Linked DNA regions of Mus musculus: all the other regions are linked to region 3. The links are chromatin contacts, called in public Hi-C and promoter capture Hi-C maps. All regions are on one chromosome and are shown on one strand. Each heading gives the region's core, a stretch centred on a gene start, on an enhancer-like site or on the middle of the called end of the contact. The rest is flanking DNA. Distances are from core to core; before and after follow the strand shown.

What was found. Hi-C and Micro-C count contacts between places; a contact is called where the count stands out from the background. Capture Hi-C pulls out chosen DNA fragments and counts their contacts.
Region 1: a promoter capture Hi-C map of adipose tissue shows a contact between it and region 3. The contact joins the promoter of 9330175E14Rik here to the promoter of Mt2 in region 3. A contact is called at or near these places in 1 of 39 promoter capture datasets (liver), 1 of 115 datasets of contacts at active chromatin or transcription factors (effector CD8 T cells) and 1 of 9 other capture datasets (adipose tissue).
Region 2: a contact with region 3 is called in a Hi-C map of liver, with 1.6 times the contacts expected there. The contact joins the enhancer-like site here to the promoter of Mt2 in region 3. A contact is called at or near these places in 1 of 484 Hi-C or Micro-C datasets (liver) and 2 of 115 datasets of contacts at active chromatin or transcription factors (effector CD8 T cells and memory CD8 T cells).

Annotation. Positions count from the first base shown.
Region 1 is chr8:94,433,669-94,436,368 of GRCm38.p6, reverse strand. 9330175E14Rik (RIKEN cDNA 9330175E14 gene) reads left to right here and starts at 1,266. Exons shown (of 3, transcript NR_015514.2): 1 at 1,266-1,533; 2 at 1,893-2,142; 3 at 2,223-2,700. It also overlaps a transcript of Nlrc5 not described here.
Region 2 is chr8:94,457,261-94,459,960 of GRCm38.p6, reverse strand. It overlaps a transcript of Nlrc5 not described here. Among named protein-coding and RNA genes, the nearest start is that of Nlrc5, 14 kb to the left of the region's middle. Within about 2 kb of position 1,315, at least 56 of the 459 cell types and tissues checked have an H3K27ac peak or open chromatin away from gene starts, as enhancers often do. A contact at or near this core is called in effector CD8 T cells, liver and memory CD8 T cells, where this site is marked.
Region 3 is chr8:94,171,358-94,174,057 of GRCm38.p6, reverse strand. Mt2 (metallothionein 2) reads right to left here and starts at 1,440. Exons shown (of 3, transcript NM_008630.2): 1 at 1,183-1,440; 2 at 866-931; 3 at 491-722. The coding sequence starts at 1,210. The coding sequence ends at 631. It overlaps Gm39227 (a long non-coding RNA gene), which reads left to right and starts at 2,403. Exons shown (of 3, transcript XR_879107.2): 1 at 2,403-2,700.

The DNA.
Region 1 (2,700 bases), core at 17-2,516, 260 kb before region 3:
TTTTGTCTTTCAGCTTGTAGTTGCAGTCTCTGCCTCCCCAAGATGGCCGCCTTCCTGAGGTATCTATGTGGATATGCTGATCGCCTCTATTAGTGGGCAGAAGTCTTACTGGGCCCACCCTACAACCTCATCTTAAGTGTCTGCAGTCACCCTGTGTCCAAATAAGGTCACGTTCAGAGGCAGTGGGGATGTCTTCTTTACCCAACACACAGCACAAAATATGGGAGAAGAGAATCTACAGAGTTTTGTTGAACTCTTTCTAGAGGGAAGAGAGAAAGAGAGAGAGAGAGAGAGAGAGAGAGAGAGAGAGAGAGAGAGAGAGAGAGAGAGAGAGCACATAGACATTGACCAGGTACTGCTATCCTCGGGCTGGTCCGGGAACAGGTCTAGGCAGACTTTCCCAACCAAGTGCTTACTAGGCCTAAGCATACTTAGCTTCTGAGATCAGGCCAACCTGTGCTTTCTGGGCAGACCGGACTAAGCAGACTAAGGCACTAAGGCGTTCCCTTAGCTTCGGCATTTGTCCCATCAGGACCCCAGGCTCCTCACACTTGTGGCCGAGGCATTGTTTCTATTTCGTCTCACTCGATTCAGGAGATAAATTTTGAACATAATGTCTGTACTATAGATGGGGAACCAACCTTCCAAGATCTGAAATCGTAACTCATGGTCATGATGCACAGTATTGAGAGCACCCAGAGGTCCTATTCCAAGACAGATGGGCGCTGGTCCTGGAGGCAGGGCAGGCAAGGCATAATTGCTGGTGCTGGTCTGTGGACAGTACACCATGAGGGGCCTTATGAACTTCCAGTCACTCCCGCCCACTCTGTTCTCTGGTGGGAGCTCAGGCCTGGTGCCTTATTTTTGTGGCGCCGGGGACTCAAACCAGGGTCTGCCCTGTCTCTGAGCTACATCCCAGAGGGAACCTGGCAGGTTTCCGGGTTTCCTTTCTTTGCAAGAAAGCGATTCAGGAAGAGAAAGCTGCAGGTATGGCTCAGCTACACCCACCTTTGGTCATTTTCTAGCCTTTTCCCCCAATCATGAAGGTCAATTTTCAAAATACCTTTTCTGTATGAAGCCCCTCCCGCCCTTTTCAGAAGAATCCTGACAATATATACCAATAGTACTGAAGACCCAGAATTCTCCAGGAACCTCCCAGAGCTCCCAGCTCAGCTTTTCTGAGTGGAAAAAAAATGGTTTAAACCCCACGTGGCATTGTGGTAGGCCAGGGACAAAAGGCTGCCCAGGCTTACCCTTGTGACTGGAAAGTTTCAATGATCATTAGAAATACAGGTGATGGACATTCAAGAAACATCGTTCTCTTTTAAAACACAATATTCTGTTTTGTTTTTGTTTTTGTTTTTAAAGATCCCTGTCTTTTTGTACATTCCTTAATATCTAGTATTTGTTCCAACACAATGTTGGTAGCCAGAAGCCACCGACCTGAGGTTGGCAACTCTTAGAGAACGCAGCTTTCCTCTATAGAACAGCAAGTTGCTACGGTTCAGCCAAATTCTATCTGTCTAATAAAAGGTGGGGTTTTGTTTGTTTGTTTGTTTGTTTTGTTGTTTTGGCTGAAAATTCAGAATTATATGTAGCAAACAGGGCGGCTTCTGGATTATTATTAAAGCAAAGGCATTGAAAAGAAAAAAAAAAAAACAAGAAGAAAGTATGGTTGGGGGTGGGGGATGACAAGTGTGGCAGGCACCAGGAGAGGGGGCGCACAGACATACAAAGTTTTTTCCCAAACTGAGCCACTCCCTCCAATTTCTGTGGTCCCCAAATTACAGTGTCCGACTGCATTTTGCTAAGCCACCAGTACCCCAACCCACCCGGGCCCCTCAGTCCGTTTGTCTATCCACCTAGCCCCTGACACCCCCTCCTCTCTCTAGGCACAGATCTCCCTCCGCGCCCCGGCTTGGGCAGGTAACTCACCAGTTCAGCTCCCTCTCCACCGCGCTCTGTGGAAACTGAAAGTGGCCACTGAGCGGGCGCTGTTCGCTAGTTCATAGACTCTACTGCCGCTGCCGAGAAATCACGTGGATTCAAAGTGCCAGCCCCAGGGCGCGCGAGTAGCGTGCCCGGAACCCGCCGCGGCTTGGAGATCGCAGCGGGACATGCCTCTCTGACTACTGAGACTGGGTAAGGTGGGCATCTGCCAGGAAGTGGGTGGGGCCAGAGCGCAGCAGGACCCGCACAACCCTTCTTTCTACACTTCCCAGAGACGATGTAGGATGAAGGCAGGAGGAGCCACTGAGCAAAACTTCGTGGAGTTGGGTCCAGGGTCCAGTGGCGACAGCGGCTCATCACCTGAGACCTGACCTGGACAAGCGCGGCCTCCAGGTGTGTCTCTGCTGGTCCCTGGGTGCAAGGGTTGCCTAGGCTACAGAAGAAAGCTTGGTGCAGGGATAAGGGATGGAAAGAGGTGGGCGGTAAGAAAAGGACTACAGGGCCAGCGTCAGCCCTGGAAAGTTCCTGTCTCTGTTCCAAGTTCTACAACCTGCCCTGCCTCTTGTCTTTGTCCCAGAACAGGAGGCCAGGCTCCTCCTGAGGATGGTTTCTGTGACATCCCACAGTGAAGCAACTTTCCCAGAATGCTCTGGGGGAGGAATGGGGAGACAGTGCATTAGCACTGTAGGGCAGGGTCATCAGCACACCCATGACCCCCAAACCTCAGGCTCAAGTCCTCCTCTTAAGTGC
Region 2 (2,700 bases), core at 66-2,565, 290 kb before region 3:
AGAATCCCTTGTCTACTCTTAGTTTCCATCTACAGCAGCAAAAGGGTACAGCTGACCAATGACTCAGGGAAGTGGGGTTGGGAGTCTTGGCCACAGTTAGAGAGAGAAGGAAGAGATGGGAGGGGAAAGGAAAAGAGGGAAGGGGAGGAAAATCCATTTACCTGGCTTCTTGGATCATGATAGATGGTGTCCCCATATAGAGGGTCTTCTGAGTGTCTGGACTTTGCCCTCTGACCCTCAGTTTATAGGCTGTTTCTATGGCTCAGGTCCTAAAGAGAGAGAAAACAAGGTGCTCTCCCCCTCTTCCAAACTCAAGAGGAATGATGCTGTGTCCAGGACCCCAGTCCCTGCCTCAGAGGACACTTGACCCTCAAAGGTCCTTCACCTTCACAAACCAATCGAGTTCTTCCCAACCAAGTTCTGTATGTTCCTGGAGTTGGCACAGCCCAGTCATCCTGCTGCCATCTTGCCAAACAAGGAACACAGGATGACTTCCCCTACCTCCTTTAACTAAAAGCCTGGGCATCATAAGTCCATAGTTGGACTCAGCTTACTCATTTGCACAAAAGTGGAAAAGTCCTCACCACAAATGCCAGCCTCTGTCCTTGCCCACAAAGTCCCCAGGAGCTCAACATTTGGAGCCGTCTTTCTTAATAGTTTAAAGTTTTTAAATAAGCAAACAAGTGCTGGGCACGCATGTGTGCAATCCTAGCACTTGCAAGGTGAAAGCAGAAGAACCAGGAGTTCAAGAATATCTTCAGTTTCAGAGTGAGTTCAAGGTCAGCCTGGCCTATGTAAGACCCTGTCTAAAGGAAGAAGAGCAGCAGGGTGAAGCCGCAGAGGTAGTCTACCTTACTGTGATACAAAGTTAATGTTCTCTACAGTGAATTTGGTACAACAGCACCAGGAGATTCAGAGATGCAACAGAGTTGTGAGGTAGATCTTCAAGGTGACACAAATGTATCTACAAGAAGATACAGGAAGTAATGTCTCTTTCTACCCTGATGAAAACATAGCAAGCAGCTCTGAACCTCCAGTGGATGTACTGGAATCCAGATCTGGGGCCTCCCAGCCTCTGAGGCTGTGAGCTATAATTGACACCTAGACTGTGTTATTCTGTTACAGCAGTTTGAAGTGACTAAGACACAGCTGCCTGTGACCACAGAAAGCAGAAAGAAAAAAAATCTCTAAGTTGGTATGCAGGCAGAAGGCAATGCCACTTAAAGTCGACCAGAACACCCTAGAGATGTGAGGATGGGGACAGTCATTTGGAGAAATAAGCAAACAGGATGTGTGGCAATAGGGTGCCAATATTACAGCACAAGGCATTTTCAGTTAGAATCGAATAATTAAGGGTGCAGGCTGCAGCTTGGTGTGCAGTGTGTATGCATGTATTTAGCAAGCACAAGACCCTGGGGTCAATCCTCAGGAACGCACAAGACAGAAAAACCGAAGGCAATTCTATCAAAAGGCCATTTGGGGGATAGGCAGGCAAGCATGTGGAGAAAGTCTCCAAATATAGTAAAGCGATTTCTAGAGGGATCAACACTGTATGGAACTTGGGTTAAAATAGAAAAAAAATACAAAATGACCAAAGGAATGGAATAGAGCCAAATGAGCTTCACATTCACATAAAACTCACTCATCAATGGCATTTCCCAACACATCCAGTTAAAGAACTATTATTAAAATTGTGTGTGTGTGTGTGTGTGTGTGTGTGTGTGTGTGTGTGTACACGTACATCCACATGCCTGTGGGTCAGAGAGGGCATCAGATCCTCTGGAGCTTGAGTTCTAGGCAGTAGTGACCTTCCCAACATGAGTTCTGGAAACTTAACTCAAATCCTCTACAAGAGCAGGAAGTGTTTTTAAACACGGGGACATTGCTTCCCCGAAATAATTATTTTTAACTAAGTGTTTTTGTAAATGTGTTGCATAGGACTGGGGAGATGACTCAGCAGGCAAAGGCGCTTGTCAGACACCTCAGTTTGATTCCCAGAGCCCATGGAAAGCCGAAAGGAGAGAACCGACTCTACAAAGTTGTCCTCTGATCTCCACATGCCCACCATGGTGCCCACATGCTTATGTCAAACACATGTAGACGCACATGCACACATTCGTTCTCTCTCTTGTTCATGTGCTCACTTGCTTTCTCTCTCTCTCTAATAAACAAACAAACAGTTTTAAGATTGCTTGGAACTTAAAATCCTGGGATCATAGCATTTCATACCCATATAGACTGGCTGTAAGGAAAACAATGGACTCTGTTGATTGGGATTTGAAAGAACTGGAAGCCTCACATATGGCTGGCAAGAATGATACTACTTTGGAAACCAGTTTGGAAGTTCATCATAAATCCAGCTCTGCCATTCCTAGGTCTAGACCCAAGAGCTATGAAAACACTGCCCACACACAAGTGGTCCCTGGATGTTTAGACCGGATTGTTCATTTTCATTCTGAGATGCTCCACACTTCAATAAAGTTACTGGAAACATTTTATATAAACAAAGGTGTTACAATAAAACATTTCTTACCATCCACTAATTTTTCTATTTGTGTGTGTGTGTGTGTGTGTGTGTGTGTGTGTGTGTGTGCGGGGGGGGGGGGGGAGACAAAGATAAAATGAAAGCAACACACTGGAAAAGGGTTGTATGTGATTTGCTGATCTTCCTGGTAGAGCGATGATTCTAATAAAACATGG
Region 3 (2,700 bases), core at 191-2,690:
GGACAGCTTAGGTTACACAGTTAAGATCTGGCCTCAAAACCAAAGGTCACCAAAATTTGAGACCAAGCTGGCTTCAGAGTTAGTGGTCCTTCTGCCTCAGGCTCTCAAGTGTTGGGGTTATTACTCGTGGGAGACGTCATATCTGACTCACTCCCATTTTTATTTACAGGTATTTCATACTTTAAGCCTAAAAACCGAAAATAATTAGGGGTAGGGATGTGGCGCATTAGAGCACCTGGGTTTAGTAAGCAGGAAGCTTTCGGTTTAATCCCCAATACACACACACACACACACACACACACACACACACACACACACACACACACGCCCAGTAGGAATGGCCCATTTCTGTGACCAATGCATGCTTCTGCATGACCACTTTCTAGGCGGTCAAAGTCCAGAGAAATATAATCCGACTAGCTCAAATTCAGCTGCTGCAGTCCCATCTCAACGCCTCTGCCAGCCCTTAACCAATGCACAGAGACAAGCTGAATTAATCAAGTCAACGGCTTTTATTGTCAGTTACATGCTTTATAGAAAAAGTTGTGGAGAACGAGTCAGGGTTGTACAAAAAAGGCTAGGCTTCTACATGGTCTATTTACACAGATGTGGGGACCCCTCCGCCCCCCTTCAGGCACAGCAGCTGCACTTGTCGGAAGCCTCTTTGCAGATGCAGCCCTGGGAGCACTTCGCACAGCCCACGGGGCAGCAGGAGCAGCAGCCTGTGGGGAGAGAAGAGTTGAACGTGAGCGAGAAACCTTGTCAGAGGCACACCACCTGAACGCTCCCGGGAGGGAAGGCGCGGCGCGGCGGGCTAGGGACCCCAGGAGAGTGACGGGGAAATGGCAGAGAAGATCCAACTTACTTTTCTTGCAGGAAGTACATTTGCATTGTTTGCATTTGCAGGCGCCAGCGCAGGAGCAGGATCCATCTAAAAGTAGAAGGCAGTCAGTGAGCGCGGTTGAGTGGGACCCGGGAGTACCTGAACGCTGTTCTCCTAGGAAGGTGAGGCAAATCACCCGGGTAGGCGAGCCACTATCTCAAGGACTAGTTTAAAGGAGCAGGAGTGCTTCAGAATTCATTCGGAAGGGGTAGCCGGTCGTACCCTTAAAGTAATTACTAAAGGAGGGGCCAAAAAGCCTGTCTAGCTCTCCCAGAAATCCCGTCAGCAGTCCCCCTTACCGGAGGCACAGGAGCAGTTGGGGTCCATGGCGAGTGGAGGCGGCGGTTGAAGATCGACGAGAGATCGGTTTGAAGAGTTCTAGGAGCGTGATGGAGAGAAGCACGCGGAGCGCGACCTTTATAGCGGAGAGTATTGGGTCGAGCGCAAAAGCTCCGCCCGGGTGGAAGGCACCATGCACGCGCCCCCGCCGCCTGCACACGCCCTTTTTCTGGCTCAAGGGATATGGCCAGCACACGCCCCTGGGCCTGCGCACGACCCGAATTCTGCAAGCGGCCCTCTTTTTGCTCGTGGGACAGAGCCTGCACACGCCCTCCCCCCACCCCCCGCGCTGAGTCACACCCCCTTTCTCTGGGCTCAGGGACTGAGAGCAAAGGAGCTGAGCGCAAAGGGTCTGCGATCCGGTGGGAACCGGTTCCAGGACACCTGCTTGCTCCCGCGCGCGCCCTTTGCGGTGCCCCGGGGCCCGAGGGGCCGGGTGCAGAGGCGATGCTGAGCGACGAGACCTCTGGCCGCCCAGATCACGCCACGGGGACACAGTTTCCGCGCATGTCTTGTGTGCTAACCTGGGTGAAAGCGGGGCTTGGAGACCCTGCGTACAGGAAAACTTAGCTGGCAGTGTGAACCGGTTACAAAAACCAGCCCTACCCCTGGCTTAACTGCTGTTGGTGATGTACTCCTGCCCCCCTGCGTGTCACGTGCTGCGGGCACCGTAAGAGCTGTCGTTTTTCCTTACAAACGCTGGTTGGAGTGTTCATTATTCTCACCGTAGAAAAGTGGAAACGGAGACGCAGTCACATAGTCACTTGCCCAAGATGAGTGTAGGGTTCGAATCCACTAAGGCACCAGCCAGTTGTCAAGAGACTAGAGACCATAGACACAAGCCTTGTGCTAAGACTTACTCTTGGGGGGCGGGGGGAGGGCAGCGAGTGACAGGAAAAAATGGTGGGGGTCTTTGCTGGAGGTGGAATTCAAGAGAACGAAAGCAGTCCATTCTGGGAGGATATGGACCAGGGCCCTTTGCCAGGGTGTTTGCCAAGTAGGAAGGGCCAGATGGTGGTGTTCTGAAACACACGGATGGAAAGCCCCACGTAACCCGACCCACCTCCACCCACGGGTGGATGCTGAGGGGAAGGGTGGAGATGGCAGCCAAAATTTCTTCCCCTGGAGGTACATGGTGTTTCCCCACTTGCTTAAGTCTGCTGAAATCAGACTGGAAGTCATAGCTGGAATGTCTGTGTCATCTGCAGAGCCAGGAAACTGGTGCCGGAAGCTTCCCGGCAGGCCGACTCGGATACTTTCAACGGAGGCTGTGGGTGGGTTGTAACAGGACAGGCTGTCCTCGCAGCTCTTAGTGAAAACTGGGGCAATGCCTTCTTGACTCATTCCAGGCATTACTGGATGCCCACGGCTGTCCATGGATTGTGTGATTAAACACCGTGTCCTTTCCCTTCCTGGCACTTTCTGTGGCTGCCCTGGCTATGAACTTGAACCGGATTGATTTCTGGGCTCCCGTGCTC